Regions from separate parts of the Mus musculus genome. Here region 1 is linked to region 2. Evidence: chromatin contacts called from public HiChIP or PLAC-seq data. All regions are on one chromosome and are shown on one strand. The core of a region is the stretch at or near the end of the contact, and the rest is flanking DNA. Distances in the headings are between cores, read along the strand shown.

Evidence for each region. HiChIP or PLAC-seq counts read pairs in DNA pulled down with a chosen protein or histone mark.
Region 1: a contact with region 2 is called in an H3K27ac HiChIP or PLAC-seq map of epiblast stem cells. The contact joins two enhancer-like sites. A contact is called at or near these places in 7 of 39 promoter capture datasets (the 3T3-L1 cell line, the C10 cell line, embryonic stem cells and 3 more), 5 of 15 datasets of contacts at CTCF or cohesin (CD8 T cells, the G1E-ER4 cell line, embryonic stem cells and 2 more), 47 of 484 Hi-C or Micro-C datasets (the C2C12 cell line, the G1E-ER4 cell line, the HL-1 cell line and 22 more), 14 of 115 datasets of contacts at active chromatin or transcription factors (the HPC-7 cell line, Th17 cells, astrocytes and 9 more) and 1 of 9 other capture datasets (embryonic stem cells).

What each region holds. Positions count from the first base shown.
Region 1 is chr8:119,884,465-119,887,712 of GRCm38.p6, forward strand. No RefSeq gene overlaps it. Among named protein-coding and RNA genes, the nearest start is that of Klhl36, 24 kb to the left of the region's middle. Within about 2 kb of position 1,312, at least 101 of the 459 cell types and tissues checked have an H3K27ac peak or open chromatin away from gene starts, as enhancers often do. A contact at or near this core is called in astrocytes, differentiating embryonic stem cells, epiblast stem cells and 2 more, where this site is marked.
Region 2 is chr8:119,796,890-119,800,143 of GRCm38.p6, forward strand. No RefSeq gene overlaps it. Among named protein-coding and RNA genes, the nearest start is that of Meak7, 20 kb to the left of the region's middle. Within about 2 kb of position 1,477, at least 180 of the 459 cell types and tissues checked have an H3K27ac peak or open chromatin away from gene starts, as enhancers often do. A contact at or near this core is called in astrocytes, differentiating embryonic stem cells, epiblast stem cells and 2 more, where this site is marked.

The DNA of each region.
Region 1 (3,248 bases), core at 62-2,561, 87 kb after region 2:
GGTGCCGTTTCTGGCTGGATGGTGGTGCTAAAGCCACAAGCAGGGAATTCCGATATTGCCTAGCAATGGGAAAGAGGTTGACTCAAGCATGGCCCTTATCTCACAGACAGCTGACAGCCAGGCATGGTGGCGCACACGTCTTTAATCCCATTATCCAGCAGTAGCAGCAGGTGGATATCTGAGTTCAAAGCCAACCTGCTCTACAGAGCAAACTCCAGGACAGCCAGGGCTACACAGAGAAACACACACACACACACCCCCACACACACACAAAGTTATACACTTAAAGAGTTCATTAAATAGCATATGAATTGGGCTGGAGAGATGACTCAGCAGTAAAGAGCACTGACTGCTCTTCCTAGAGGTCCTGAGTTCAATTCTCAGCAAACACATGGTGGCTCACAACCATCTGTAATGAGATCTGACGCCCTTTTCTGGTGTGTCTGAAGACAGCTACAATCAATATATATATATATATTAAATCTTTTGAAAAAATAGCGTGTGAATTATCTCTCAAAAGGCCATTTACAGAACTAAGCTAATTAAAGCAAAATCACACCCGATTCTCCTCATCCTGTTGGCTCCAAAGAGCTATAGGTTGCAAGCCAGGACTTGAGATTTTTTTTGAAATATTTATTTTATTTTATTTTTTTAATTTCATGTGCATTGGTGTTTTGCCTGCCTGCATGTCTGTGTGAGGGTGTCGGATCCTCTGGAACTAGAGTTACGCACAGGTGTGAGCTGCCATGTGGGTGCTGGGAATTGAACCTGGGTCCTCTGGAAGAGCAGTCAGTGCTCTTACCTTCTGAGCCATCTTTCCGACCCCAAAGACTTCTTTCTAACAAGGGGACCAGCAAGATGGCTCAAGGTAAGGGCCACCAACCTAAGGGATCAATCTAAGTTTGCTCCCTGGAACTCATGGTGGCAAGAGAAACAACTGTGTAAGTTGTCCTTGTAACCCCACAGGCACATGGTGTGGCCTGTGCCTCTCCCCCAAAATAAATAAATAACATTTTAAACAGGAGCTTGCATGGCTGCCTTAGGACACCTTTCGTCCATCCAGATGGCCGTGTAGAGCTGCAGTCCTCAGTTCTGGACCAGCTTGGGCTAGGGACACTCTCCCTGCCCTTCATGCCGTAGGGAACCTCTCTGGACCCACAGCCCTTCCTTGATACCCAGCCAACAGCCAACAGCCATGCCTGGTTTGTTCCGATCAAAGTCCAGTCTTTCTATTAGGTAAGCCCAGGCTGCTGTGGTAGCTGGCGAGTCCTGGCTTGATGCTGCAGTGACCTCAGGAGCTCACACCTGCTGTCTGGGGAGGAAGACAGCTCTGGCTGCCCTTTCCTGTTGACACAGCAGGAAGCCCTGGGGTCTGGCCCAGGCCCTTTGAGCTAAGCTCCGACAAGCTCTGGCTTTGTTCCCAGTTTATCAGGCTGCCTCTGCCTGTGATTCATCCCCCTGAGCCCTTGCATAGGCTCTTCAGACATCCAAAGGGGCTAAAAAATACAGTCCTGACTTCTGAGGCTCTTGTGCTCCCAGCTAGCATTCAAGAGACCTGGTCTCCAGTCTCTGTCCGTCACCCCTGCCCACAGCTCAAAGTCTAGCTCCGGTTTCAGTTTTACAAAACTCCAGCCCAGGATGGCCTAGCCACTCATTCAGTAGCTAGCCCCCACAGACCTCCAGCTCCCTGCCATCCAGCCTCAACCTCCCAAGTGCCGAGATCACAGGTGTGGACTACCATACATTTTTCTTTTTATTCATTCATTCATTCATTCATTCATTCATTCATTCATTTTTTGTTTATTTGAGACAGGGTTTCTACGTGTAGCCCTGTCTGTCCTGAAACTCCCTCTGTAGACCAGGCTGGCCTGGAACTCAGAGGTCCAACTACTTCTGTCTTCTGATAGCTGGGATAAAGGGTGTGTGCCACTACCACCCTGCCTTAAGATACTTTTATTTGTTTGTTTGTATTTTGTGTGTTTCTGTGATTGTGTGCGCTTGAGTGCAGTGCCCATAGAGGACAGAAGAGGGCCTCAGATTTCCCCTGGAGCAGGTGCTGGGAACCTAGAAATTTAAGTCTTTTCAGAAGAGCAACAGCTGTTAACCACTGAACCATCTCTCTGGCCCCCTGCCTGGCCTTTTTTTTCTTTTTCTTTTTTTTTTTTTTACAGATGTATTTATTTATTTATTTATTTATTTATTTAATGTATATGACTACACTGCAGCTGTCTTCAGACACACCAGAAAAGGGCACTGGATTCTGTTACAGATGGTTGTGAGCCACCATCTGGTTGCTGGCATTTGAACTCAGGACCTCTGGAAGAGCAGTCAGTGAACTTAACTGTTGAGCCATCTCTCCAGTCCCCTGGCTGCTGCTGCTGCTGCTGCTGCTGCTGCTGCTGCTGCTGCTGCTGCTACTGCCTTCTTCTCCTCCTACTCCTCCTCCTCTTCTCCCTCTTCCTCTTCCTCTCCTCCTCCTCTCCTTCTCCCTCTCTCTCTCCCTCTCCTCCTCCTCCTCCTCCTCTTCCTCCTCCTCCTCCTTCTTCTTCTTCTAAATTTTATTGTCTTAAGCGTATGAATTTATGAATTTTTTGTGTTTGTGTGTGTCTGTACGCTGGTGCTAGTGCTTGAGAAGTGGTGAGACTTCATGTGGGTGCTAGAGTCAAACCCCGGTCCTTTGCGACAACAAGTGTTCTTAGCTTCTGAGCCAACTCTCCAGCCCCCATGCCTGGCTTTATTGGGATTTGTCATGTTCTTTTGGCCCTGGGTCTCACCACAACCCCCTCTTTCCATTTAATGTCAGGAGCTATTCCATCCCATCAGGAACCAGGAAAGCCAGGGCAATCATCTGATGCCCTCTTCTGGCCACTGTGGGCACTGCACTCATGGCCACAGACACCTTCACAACTGCCTAGAGTGTGTGTGTGTATGTGTGTGTGTGTGTGTGTCCAAGACTCAGTAATTGTCACCTACCTAGAAAGCTGCCACAAACAGACTGCTCAGAACCAATCCCTGCAGCTCAGTAGCTTCAGGCTGGCACAGTTTCAAGGTCAAGCTTTCGATGGTGCAGATTTAGCTTTCTGGTTGGCTTGATGCATCTGTGATGTTTTCATTTTATGGATCCACTTGGCCACAGCACCATGCTCATCTTTGCCAGTTTCAAGAAACTCTCATTAGTGTGATTTATAATTATCTTACTTTACTATTTGTTACTGCCCTTGATATTTTTCCCATGTCTTAATTTATCA
Region 2 (3,254 bases), core at 227-2,726:
GACCATTCCAGCCTTGGCTCAGCACATGTGGGAGAAACCTGTACTTGTCTAGTCTCTGGTATGACCCATTTGGGGTGATCTGACAGGATCCTTGCTCTCTCTGTGTGTCAGAAGGGCCACCCTGCCCGAGTGCACCAAGGCATAGCTGTCTACAGAGTTGCTCCTCAGACCACAGTGTGCTAGGATGAGAACATTCATCGGTAGGTAATATAAGCAGGTGACACACTTACTCCATGAGCTGCCACCATAGAGAACATTGACAGCTGGCACAGTTGACAGGGGTCGCTCTGTGCACTATAGATGCCCATCAGATGCCAGGAGTGCCAGACACTCACAAATGCATCCAGACCTCTGGTTCACTTTGTTATTATTGCATGCATATGTGATGCTTGGGTACAGTGTGGATCTCCCAGGATGTGCACCGAGGTCGGAGGATAACTTTGTGGATTCAGTTCTCTCCTTCCACCTTTACGTGGCTTCCAGGGGTCAAACTTGGGCCGCCAGGCTCACCAGGCACCTTTACCTAATGAACCATCTCACCAGCAGGTTATCACTATGTAGCCCAAGCTAAAATGTAAACTGCTATCTTCCTGCCTCAGTTTCCCAAGTGTTGGGGTCATGGGCATGTGCCACCACATTAGCTGCAGGTCACTTTCTATGACAAGCAAAGAGAGATAGAGACAAGGGGGAATGGCACACACAGAGCTATGACCTTACACTCCACAAGTTTTAATGGAGTTCTCGCCCCATGCCTGAGTTATCCTCAATACCAGCGACAGGGTCCTTGACATGAGACCCAGGCTCAAAATAATAAACAACTGGGTGCCGAGTCTGCAGTAGGGCACAGGTGATGTTCTAGAAGAGGGTCTGGAAAACTCTTAGTGATGAGGTATCTGACATGGCAGAGACCTGTGTGGACGAAAGCATCAACTCGATCCAGGCAGCGAGGGAGATGTGAAGGAGCCCAGAGCAGGCTGATGCTCCTGTCTCTACTTCCCAGGCTTCTCTGTGCAAGTCGGAGCCTGTTGAGGAAGCTCGTGTCTGTAACAAGGTGACTGGGGTGCGACAGGGATGCCCTGTCTGTGAGAGCAGAGATCACCACTCTGGCCCTGAGCAGTGGCAACTTTTTTCTATATTGTAGACCTGGGCAGAGAAAGCAGGGAATCTGACATGGAGAGCAAGCGCCTCGCTCTGGAGACCACGGCGACCTGAGCATCTCCACCTGTCGAACTGAAACAGTTGGGGAATGTTCTGGAATGTTCCTTAACGGACAGTTGCAGAGATCACAGAAGGAGGAGGAGGCAGGGGTGGGGAGGAGAAATGGACCAGAACACTTGCTGATCCAGCAGATCCATGTTCAAACCCCACTCCCAGCTCTCCGTGCCTCAGGCTCCTCCTCTTCTGTAGAATGCTTCCCCTCTGCCACTAAACCCACGTGACACCCCAAAAATCAAGCGGAAGTCCCGCCTCTTCACGTTGCTAGGCAGCCATGACAGGGGAGGCTATTGCTGCCCTCATCCAATGGAGATCTGACTCCTCAGCTGCAGCTCAGAGGCACAGAGGACCCTCAGGCAGCCGGGGGCAGGCACCTGCAGACTGTCAGTGAAGGTGGGGGCTGGAGTTCACATGGCTGCCAATTTTTGGGCTTTGATGGCATTGTCAAGTTGACTCTGGGCATAGCATCCACAGGCCAGGTCTGAAACCCCCAGAATTAGGGAAGTTAGGGAGTTAGGGTGAGCTCTTCCCTCCACCTGAGGCCCCTGGCACTGTGGCTGCCCTGACATCTTGCTCACCGACCTGCTCTCGGCAGGCATTTCATTTCCCTCTGTTCTTGGCTCAGCGGCACTCAGCCCCCCACACTCTCAGCCCAGCTCCCAGGCAGAAGCGGTCAGGACCCTCCTGTAAGCATCTGCTCAGGACCTAATAAAAGCACGAAAGCAATCCCAGGCTCTCCAAGTCAGACAGGATGGGGGCGGGGCTAAGGGGGCGGGGCTCCAGACACCCCAAGGAAAACAACATCCAGGCTCGCTCAGCTTTCATGCAGTGCCATGGAAACGGGCCCAGGGAATCAGGCAGCTGAAGAGAATGTTCTAGAATCTGTGAAAGGCCTGGCAGGAGTATGTGGGACCCAGAGACAAAGCTGGGTATATCTGTCTCGAGCTTTATAGGACTCCCACAACCTGGAGCCCCACTGTCCCCTCACCCCTTGTTCTGGCTAAATGGGACAGTGTGGGAACACTGGCTGCCTGATCCCCACACCCTCCCCACTGGCCTAAACAATTCAGGGGTGTTTGGGAGAAATGCCAATCACTTAAATATCCCAGGTTGGGGTTATCTTGAAAGTTAGGAGAGACCAGGTGGTGGTGGTGCACGCCTTTAATTCCAGTACTGAGGAAGCAGAGGCAGGTGGATCTCTGGGTTGGAGACCAGCCTGTGAGGCCAGGCTACAGAGTGAATGCTGGAACAGCCAGAGTTGTACAGAGAAATCCTCTGTGTGTGTGTGTGTGTGTGTGTGTGTGTGTGTGTGTGTGTGTGAGAGAGAGAGAGAGAGAGAGAGAGAGAGAGAGAGAGAGAGAGAGAGAAACAGGGAGGGTAGGGAGGAAAGAAGGAAAAGAGAAAGAGAGAGGGAAAAACATGGGAGGGAGAGCAGGAGGGAGGGAGGAAAGGCAGACAGGAGACCTAGGTACACACAGCCACAGGAACGTGCAATGGGGAGGAGGGATAGCCACCTGTCTTAGGGTTTTGCTTTTGTGAACAGACACCATGACCAAGGCAACTCTTATAAGGACAACATTTAATTGGGGCTGACTTACAGTTTTCGTGGCTCAGTTCGTTATCATCAAGGTGGGAGCGTGGCAGCTTCCAGGCAAGCATGGTGCAGGAGGAGCTGAGAGTTCTACATCTTCATGTGAAGGCTGCTAGCAGAATACTTAAGCTTCCAGGCAGCTAGGATTAGGGTCTTAAAGCCACACCCACAGTGACACACCTACTCCAACAGGCCACACCTCCTAATAGTACCACTCCCTGGGCCAAGTGTATACAAGCCATCACACCATCCCAACGAAACACAAAGTCATTTCTCTCATCTGCGTCTTCTCAGACCAACTGCTCTTCATTAGTGTAAACACTTGTTCCCACACTAAGCCCCTCCCCCATGGCGCTCAGGTGCTGGCCAAGGACCCTTGGAGGGGAAGAGAAAGAAGAAAATACCTCATCTCCCATGCCAGTATCTCAAGCATAGAACAGTTTGATTC